Regions from separate parts of the Rattus norvegicus genome. Here region 1 is linked to region 2. Evidence: chromatin contacts called from public Hi-C data. All regions are on one chromosome and are shown on one strand. Each heading gives the region's core, a stretch centred on a gene start, on an enhancer-like site or on the middle of the called end of the contact. The rest is flanking DNA. Distances are from core to core; before and after follow the strand shown. Region 1 overlaps Chn2 (chimerin 2). Region 2 overlaps Cpvl (carboxypeptidase, vitellogenic-like).

Region 1 (4,752 bases), core at 1,063-3,562, 280 kb after region 2:
GAACCTTGCAGCCCTACCCACCTCTGCCCTCAGATGGGCTGGTGCCCTGAAGCCCAGTTTCCTTAGCTACTCTCCTCCCTCATTCACTTCCCCCTCATCCCATGTCCTCACAAGCCATTGCTGGGGGATTTTATTCTTCTTTTTAACTCTGTAGGGGATTGTAATTCAGTTTGTTTTTCACTAACCACCGGAGTGGGGGCATAGGATTTTTGCTTAAATGAGTATCTTAGAACAAATACCACGTCTCTGGGTTGCCTCTCTCTTCTGGTTTATACTGCTGGAAAACGTACTACTAAAATTTAGCTGATAAAAGACTCCATCCTCTTCCCACGGGGCCCCTCCACCTTCCGGTTGATTGGAGAAGCAGCAGCTTTTTAAATATTCTGCTGACAACCAGAGAAAACCTGCTTGGAAAGGGCTGTGATTGCCCACCTGGATAATCTCCCCATAGTCCTTTAATGGCATCTAGAAAACCTTTGATCGTGTAATGTGACTATATAGCAGGATATCATATATACCATAATCAAGGGAGAAAGGAAATAGCTCCAGGGCAGAGGTTATGGTAAGAGTCCAGAATTCTGCTGCCCTGACCTGTGGCCATGCTGCCACCACTCTCACACAGCCCTTGGTTGCATCTTCTCGAGTGTACCTTTCTTGCCAGCTCCTGTCTTTTCTGTATGATCCATCCATTTGTTTGAAGAAATCAAGGTTCCATTCAGGCCTTGCGTCACTGTCAGCACAGGAGCTGACTCTTAGCAAGGTTGCTGGCCCATTCCCTACATGTATCACAAGTATCTTGTTCAGAGCTTTCCAAGACCAATCATGTTGAACCACACACATTCAGAAACTTCACACTGGAGCTGGAGCCCTCTCTTTGTCCAAGGGATCTAGAAGTTGGTCAGGACCTCTAGGAGGCAGCTACTCAGTTGAAGGGAGGAGCAGGGTAAGAGCTGTTTGTCTTTCCAGAGACCATGACAAGTGGTACAAGAAATGATCTACAGGCTGATCTGATGGGGAAGCAGCAGTAAGGCGTAGCCAGGGAGGAGCCACCAGGCCTTTCTGTAGGGTTTGACTCTCTGTTTACTGTTTGGATTGGATTTTGCCTTGATATCTTATACAACCACATAAAATCTATTTTATACGACAGAGACATTGATGGCTTTTGGTAAGCCTACCTCACTGGGCAGTCACCTTACACTTTGGGGACACACACACAGATATTCACACATACACATGCATACACCTGTAGACATACAGACCCAAAGAGACACATGCACACACATACACATGCATGTATGCATGCACCAGCATACATTCACACATATACACACACAAAGTCACATACACACAACACATGCGTGCATACATACATCACAAAGGCACACAGATTCAGAATTCAGGGGTGTATAAGCATTTAGTTTGTTTGTTTGTTTGTTTGGGTTTTGGTTGGTTGGTTGGTTGGTGGTTGGTTTTGGTCACTTAGACTTTCGGAGCAGCACTTAAGGGAATGCTGCCTTACACTTAGAATTATAAGGTGCAAGTGTGATTTTTAAATTCGTTATAGCTAGGTTATCACTAGGTGTTTGTGCATTGTGCATTTGTAAATTTGCACCTGCCACTGTGCTCTGTTTTCCTGCCGTACATGAGCTTCTGCCACTGGCATGTACTGGAATCTTTGTGGCTGTGTCTATGCATTCAGTGTGGTTTGCATTGTAACTGACTGAATGTTAGTACATGAGGAGCCTCAGCTTTAAAAATTCACTTCAGTTGTGCTTAGAAAGTGATAGGCTTAATGTAGAATGTGTGAATTAATAGTGTCTTGCTGTTTAAGGACAGAAATGCTCTATGAAGGGTTTAAACTTCGAGGATACTTAGGGTCTCTTGAATAGAAAGGTCATATTGGAATGGAGAGGAGGTTAGGGACAGAGGCTTGATCATGGACCACAGATCTTCACATCACCCAGCCTTCCTCCTTGACTTAGTCCACAAGGGTCCATAAAGATCACTGCCCTGCTGTTGGTATCATGTGATTTCCATAGCTTAAAGCAAAGATGGTGATAACCAGAAGAGCTTTCTCCATCTGTGCCTTCTCAAGCAAAACTCTCAACACCAGCCTCTACTTCCCCACTCACCGGCCAGCACTATGCCCTATGCCTGCCTGCAGAACAGTCATTGGCAAATGGGAATAAAGAGGAAGAAAATTAGTCTTGCAACAGTGTGTATCTGGACACATTGATTGCAGCCAAGGCCTGGGCAAGGCCAAGCCAGGCCCTGCTAGGGAAGTAAGAAGGGGAAATAGCTGTAGGTGGCATCCAGAGCAGGAGGGGGAAGTGCACCTGTTGTGTGGATCAGAACAGCTCCCAAGTACAGCTCAGTGCAGCTGCTCATTCAGGCTTTACCGATGGGGGAAGTCGTCCCTGCGGACAGGGTAGAACCTGTGTTGTGCCCTGACTTTTCAGCTGCTTGTAGATAATCACCAGCCCTCCCATCATGCACAGTCTCAAACACAGTCTCAGTCTTGTCATTACAGTCCCCATCTCTGAATGATACTGGGAAATGTGACCTCGGCACATAGAGAAACCTGTCCTTCCACAGCCTTTGCCACAGGATCCATCCTTGTCCCTCCTGTGCCCAGACCTCAGCACCCACAGTTAGGAGTATAGAGAACTGGGTGAGAGCTAACATAGCTGGGAGGTTACGCTCACAATAGACACACTGTAGGTGCTTGGGAGGCTACCCCACAGCACCTCCTAAGTGCAGTTTATCACCACAGCAATGGGAGAATAAGTGGGGTGGCCAGGGGATTGCCCATTCTACTCCTGTAGAATTTAAGGGGTTTGGAGAACTGACCAGATAAAACACCTAATGCAAAAATCTACACTTCTCTGAAGTCAGGGGTACACTACACCTCATTCCTCAAAGATGTCTGCCTCCTGCTTTTGCCTTTGTACTATGGAAAGGTGAAGTTGTTTGAAGTTTAACCAGCAAAGAACTGAGGCATAATTATGGTCCAATGCTCTCCCTGAAATGCAAAAAGGTTAGCAAGAATTTCCCTAAGCTCCCAGTAGGGAACTAAACACTGCTCAATTCTTCCTGCTTCTTAACTGAAGAGCTTCCCTGAGGGAGTAGGAGGCAAGGGAGTGCGAATACATGGAATGAATGCTTGCTGGAAGGAACCAAGGTTACTAGTAAATATATACACACACGGTAAAATGGTAGCTTTAAATGTACCTGTCAGTCATCCAGCCTAATATTTATTATTTTTAAAATGGAAGAGTGGAAGATAACAGACATGAAACCATTGATCATTGGTGAAACAGTCAGAGCTTGCTTTGCATCATGGGTAATCCCAGTGTATCTCTTGTTGTTTAGCTCATAGTTAAGAGCATTTTGAGCAGCTCGCCCTGGCCTTCCAGATAGAAGGGTGGTTTTCATTTGAGCTATATTTTGGTTGCAGACAAACAGAAGGAAAAGGTCGGCTTGGGACCAGAGTTGACAAACGGGAGGCAGTGATGCTGACAGCCCTCTGTTGGCCGGCAGTTCTGCCACTCCTGGAATATAAAAAGAAATCCAGGCCATGTCTGCAGGAAGAAGCACAGCTCTTGCAGTGGCTGCCTTTTCATTACAGGAAGCAACTCCCACTTTATGGGGAGAAGGGTTCCGTGGGGATATTCCTTCTCTTCACTGTTTAAGTCAGCAGATATTATTTTGTACCTGCACCGACTGTTGTGGATGGAGGTTTTGTTGTTTGTTTGAACTATACTTCGGCAAAAAGCAGTGTCTACACAGGCCAAATGGAGGGTCATAACTGTTCTCTGTTGGATAAGATCTGGAAAGCCCAGGCAGGACATATGGAGTGCCAAGCAAAGTCTTGTGACCAGGTGACATTGGGAAGCTGTGGGGCACTGGGCTGGAGACAGCAGAAGGGAGAGTGGGGAAGTTCGATGTTGCTGATCTACTCTTCATCCTGACCATAACCAATCCTTTGAATGAAAATGCTTACTAAATGCAGGCTTCGTAAAGTGAGGAAGCATCCTGGACAAACTCTATTGAGTCCTGTCTAACCTCAAGGAGACTTTGCAGTGCCCTGTGGACCACAACTCACAGAGATAAGCGGGGCGTGGCTCTGTGTGCGTCACAGCCTTACCTCATTAACAACAGCCCGCTCGCTCTCTTTCCTGCCTTCGGCCTTACAATTTTACCTTCTTCCCCTGGCAAAATTGGAAGGCAGATGACACAGCTCATGCTTTCTCACTCTTCCTCACCCTCTGCCAAGTGCCGGTCCCTGTCTGCTTAAAGAAGAATATCTCCCCCTCTCCAGGCAGCTAACAACTTCTGCCACAATCTCCAGTGCTAAGGGTGGGACTTCATGTCCAGCTCCCTGTCCGTGTTGCGATTTGGTGTTGCTTGGAGTTTTACACGTCTTGCGTGTGCTGTCATAACTGTTGTGAGTTCATGCATGCAGCTGCCCTGCCATGCCAAGGAAACACTTCTTCCTTGTGGTCTTCTACTATCTTCGGCTCCTACACTCTTTACTCCCCTTCTTCTTCAGTGATGCCCGGACTTTAGGAAAGGGGTGCAGTACACATCTTCCATTTAGGGCTGCAGGTTTTTCAGTCTCTTATTCTCGATGCCTTGTCCAGTTGTGGGTCTCTGTGTTAGTCACCAGCTCCTGCAAAAAAAAGCTTCTCAGATGACAGTCGAAAGATGCACTAATCTATGAGTGTAACGATACGTCAGTAGGAATTGGTA
Region 2 (4,414 bases), core at 782-3,281:
AGTAAATAAATAAATAAATGAAAGAAGAAAGAATACAGCAAAACAAAACAAAACAGTGTAACAAGTGATTGTGTTTTACACAGACAATTCTATCGAGGTGGCTCTAGGGAATTTAAACAGCTTACCGTGTGTGAGGGCAGTGTTTTGGCCAGTACCCAATCTGCATCCATTCTTCTAGCCAACCTTTTCTTCCATCCCACTAAGAAACATCACTCTAAGTAAGAGAATGCAACAGCCAGCCACTGCCAGACTTCAAGCTGGGCTTAAAATGGAAAGTGTGCTTTGGTAAATCAATGAGACCTTCTCTATATTTCGCAATGCAAAGACTGGAGGCTTGCTTACTTTAAGTGACATGTTCTCTTTTAATTGAAGTCATTAGTACCCAAAGTAAATGTCTTTAAATTCCCCTCAAGTATATGTGAACGGACTCCCACTCTGGCCCACAGATCTCTGCACCGGTGATGCCTCAGCTGCCACACCATGTTAATCAAAGAAAAGGATTTTTATTTAAAGCAATTAGTTTTGTAACCAGAATCATTAAATAGCTTTGCAGAACCACTTTAATTCTGCACATATAGTCCCAACACATGTGAACAGCTTGCTTAAGATAACCGTGTGCTCCCAGGGAAGGTGTTTGTTGTGCTTCCTATTGACACCATTAAACCGTCCTTTCCTGTGATCATTCATAGGGAACATTAACTTTTTCAGCTCCCCCCCCCATCTTCTTAGATCATCCCCAAGCTCCCCTGAATTCTTGTCAAGCGTTGATTTATCTCATCAAGGAGCAGCTCTAAGCCTATAGGCTCCTCAGAAGGCTCTTCCCTAAACATCCTAGGAGGTGGGGAAAGCTTCTTAGAGCCCCAGGCAAGAAAGCCACAGCTTAGAAGGAATGAGAGGCAGTGAGGATGTGAGAGTCTGGTCTCATTTCTGGATCTAGATAAGATGAAAGATGACTGGAAAGGTTAATAACTTCTGCCTTTGTGTAGAATCTTCATTTCCCCACGTGGAGGACAATTGGGCACAAAAAGTCTTCTGCAGTGTCCTAATGTACTTATTAATAGAGAGGTCTATAATTTACAATTTTGGGCTACATTGGTTTGTTTCATATGGCTTTGTTATTTCGGGTCCTTGGTGCCTCAAGGACACCAAGAAAGAAATAGGAAGATACTGACCCATGGCCTCCAATGCCTTGACATTGCCAGTGGTTCTGTAACCACCTGCAAAGGGTATAGTTTGAGAAATCTGTTGACCCTTAAGCCTTTCACAGAACCGGTCCCTACATCCATTCATCATAGAAAAGGCCCATCAGTCATGTTTATATCACATGATCCTTGGCTGACTGGATCAAGGAAGATCACCTGATGTGAATGAACTTGGCTAATCACACTATACCTTTAAGCACACATTGGTGAATCCCTGTTGGTTCCATAGCTAAGGCCGAGAAAGCCTGGAACTATGGTTCAGTCACGTTGGCCAAGTGCCCGAAGAAGGAAAGCCTACTGATATGTCAAGAATGAGAATCACATAGCCGTTTCCCTGTGTGATTAACAAGTTACTTGGTTTAGCCAGGAATGCTAGGCTGTAAGTCTGCTCCAAGAGGCATGTCTGCTACAGCCAGAGGGGACACAGACAGCATCAAGGAGAACCGGACAGAAGGCCAGAGAGCTGACCCAAGATCAGGATGCTGGTAAGCTTCCTGTGTCTTCCAAGGGACGGGGAAGACAGTTTTAAAGCACAGACACAATGGGATTTCTCCATAGGTGTGTAGAGAGGACACTGGCCTAAAGTGTCCTATATTGAGGGTCAGTCCCATAAGGAGTAGTATGGGCTACCTAACACTCTGCTCCAGACCTCCTTGAAGAAGGCCCAGGAACAACCCTTTGGTGACTAAGTGCCCTGGGTTTCCTGACTGCAGCTGGATGGTCACGTAGGCGGAGGGTCTTGGTGGTCTGAGTGAACGAGTAATGCAGAGTGTTGTCACTGAACTGAGCAGCAAGACACAGAACAGGAAACAGAAAAGGCAGTTTGTGCTGTGGTGTCCCTCCAGCGCCCTCTACTGACCTCATCACCTAACAGCAAAGACTGTTATGGTGGGTCATGGTAAATTAGACCAGAGATGCATGGACTTGGGCCCAACCTATGCAGCAATCACCATTGCCTAGATTTCATCCCATGGTTTAGTACGTAGATGCCAACAGTCACAAAATACCATAGCTCACCCCAAAGGTACAAGGCCTTAGCCACCCAAAACCTACCAAGCTTTAAAATAACACAGCATCCCTTATGCTGACTGTGGGTCAAATGTCTAGCAGAATAGCTCTGGTTGAGGGTCTCTTGTAGAACTAAGGTACATCCCTAGACATCAACTAGGTTGACAGTCCTTACTTTAATGAAGCCCAAATCCCATTTATTAGGGAGAATAAATGCCCTATACCAAGTTAAACAACTAGAATTTGCAGGCCTGGAACAGAGTCCCCGTAGCCTAACCTCCAGTTGGTTTTCCCTAAGTTCAAGACCACCTGCAAGCTGTTCGAGGATAGACGGAGCGCGTCAGACATGCCGCTTCCACCCTCCGGAACCTGGATGAGGAGGGCACCTGAGAGGGAGCAACTGCCACTGTTCTGAAGCTTCCAGCTGGTTCTAACAAACAGCAAGGGTCTGGGCCCTCTCTTCTCCACACACTGTCTGCTCCTAAGGAAGTTCTGATACCCTGAGGAGGGAGTACAGGCAACGGATCGACAGGCCTCTGATTCCACCTTCACTCCCAAGACAAGCAGTCCAGAGGGTTCTCAGGACAGTTTAGAATATCTGCCTCCACTAACACAGAAAACACCTGTGTAGACCGAGAGTATCAGAGCAGCCCTTTGCCATCCTCTGGTGGCTGTGTGCAGAGTTCCTGAAAGCCTAATCCTGTGTCACCTTCCCTTTCCTGCTATCGGGCTTTGGAGGGTCCAACCTACAGGTTCCTGAGTGAGCATCTCTTCATAGGCTAACCCCAGGCCACCCTCACAGACATCAGTCTCCCGGCTCTTTTATAAGCACTCCCCACTACCCCAGCAAAGAGAGAAAGAAGGAAGGAAAGAAAGAAAGAAAGAAAGAAAGAAAGAAAGAAAGAAAGAAAGAAAGAAAGGAAGGACGGACGGACGGGAAAGAGAGAGAGAAAGAGAGAGAGAGAGAGAGAGAGAGAGAGAGAGAGAGAGAGGAAGAAAACACACACACACACACACACACACACACACACACACACACACACACACACACACACCAGGAATCCTGTTTTGTCTCTACCAGAAGAGCAAGGGGTGGACCCCAGGAAACGGGCTGGGCTAACTCTGAACACTTCAAATTACTGGTGTTCCTACAAGATAAGGTCAAAATCTGGCTATCTCTTTGCAACAAAGACAGCTTCAGGAGCCTCTTTATCTTCTGAAGTGAGACAAATCCCAATTTCACTTAATAATTCCCTTATCCAGTAGCAATTAATCCACATTCTTGCTTGATGATTGGGGCCTTCTGACTTGCAATTTCCCTCTATTTTCTTTAAAGCCCACAAACCATAATTTATTTGGTTCAGCATCGGTGGCAACTGGTGTCACCAAAGTGACAGTAATCACAAGGACACAACAATAAAAGTATTGTTTATTGTAAGTCGGCCATTCCTGTAACTGGCTCCATAACCTCCATTGTCCTGAGACCCAGGTCAGGCAGTGCTCTGAGTCTCACTGTGAACTGAGACAGCAGATGTTTGATGCTGTTAGGGAATGTGGGTAAGTGCTGGCTGGACCCACCATGTGCACACAAGCTTGACTAATTCAAGAGACCCTACTTCCAACCTCTGCACCTCAGGACTTTCTGGGGATGACTTTTTTTTTAGAGATGTGGCATGTGGTGGACAAAAGCAGAGCTGTCCGCTCAAAAAATGAGCCTTAAATTCCGGTTCAGGCAAAGGAGAAAGCGCTTATGGTACACACTCATGTCCCCCCCAAGCAGCGCCCTTTGGAGGTGTGTCTTCTATTGGGTACAGTGCGATGCCCAGCCCCCAACCCAGGCAGAGCGCAGGCTGATTCCCCTGCTGTATTTCCACTGCACGCTGATTTTGACTTCTGGAGTTCATTATGCACTGATTTGTAGACAATAACAGGGGAATCTCACAGAAATAACAGGAAAACAGAACTAATTTGAGAAACAGCATCCAGAAAATGACTCAGAGGATGCTCTGAGTGCGGCGTCCTTCCTGGATCGCTATTTTCGATGCCCTCATTTCTAAAAGGGTGTCATTTTCCCCCGGATGACAATGCCAGCTGTTCCCCTGGGACAGACAAGGAACTCATATTTCTGCCAAACGAAAGGGACATTCCTCATGGTTGGCAGCTGCTTCTCCATGGGTGCTGTATCTGCTCCACCATTTTTCTAG

What was found. Hi-C and Micro-C count contacts between places; a contact is called where the count stands out from the background.
Region 1: a Hi-C map of psoas muscle shows a contact between it and region 2, with 2.6 times the contacts expected there. The contact joins two enhancer-like sites. A contact is called at or near these places in 12 of 12 Hi-C or Micro-C datasets (the A7r5 cell line, the Rat2 cell line, Schwann cells and 7 more) and 1 of 1 datasets of contacts at active chromatin or transcription factors (oligodendrocytes).

The regions. Positions count from the first base shown.
Region 1 is chr4:84,675,364-84,680,115 of GRCr8, forward strand. The region is part of intron 6 of Chn2 (chimerin 2); the gene reads left to right. Among named protein-coding and RNA genes, the nearest start is that of Prr15, 85 kb to the right of the region's middle. Within about 2 kb of position 2,313, at least 1 of the 93 cell types and tissues checked has an H3K27ac peak or open chromatin away from gene starts, as enhancers often do.
Region 2 is chr4:84,397,265-84,401,678 of GRCr8, forward strand. All of the region lies in intron 3 of Cpvl (carboxypeptidase, vitellogenic-like), which reads right to left. Among named protein-coding and RNA genes, the nearest start is that of Cpvl, 17 kb to the right of the region's middle. Within about 2 kb of position 2,032, at least 6 of the 93 cell types and tissues checked have an H3K27ac peak or open chromatin away from gene starts, as enhancers often do.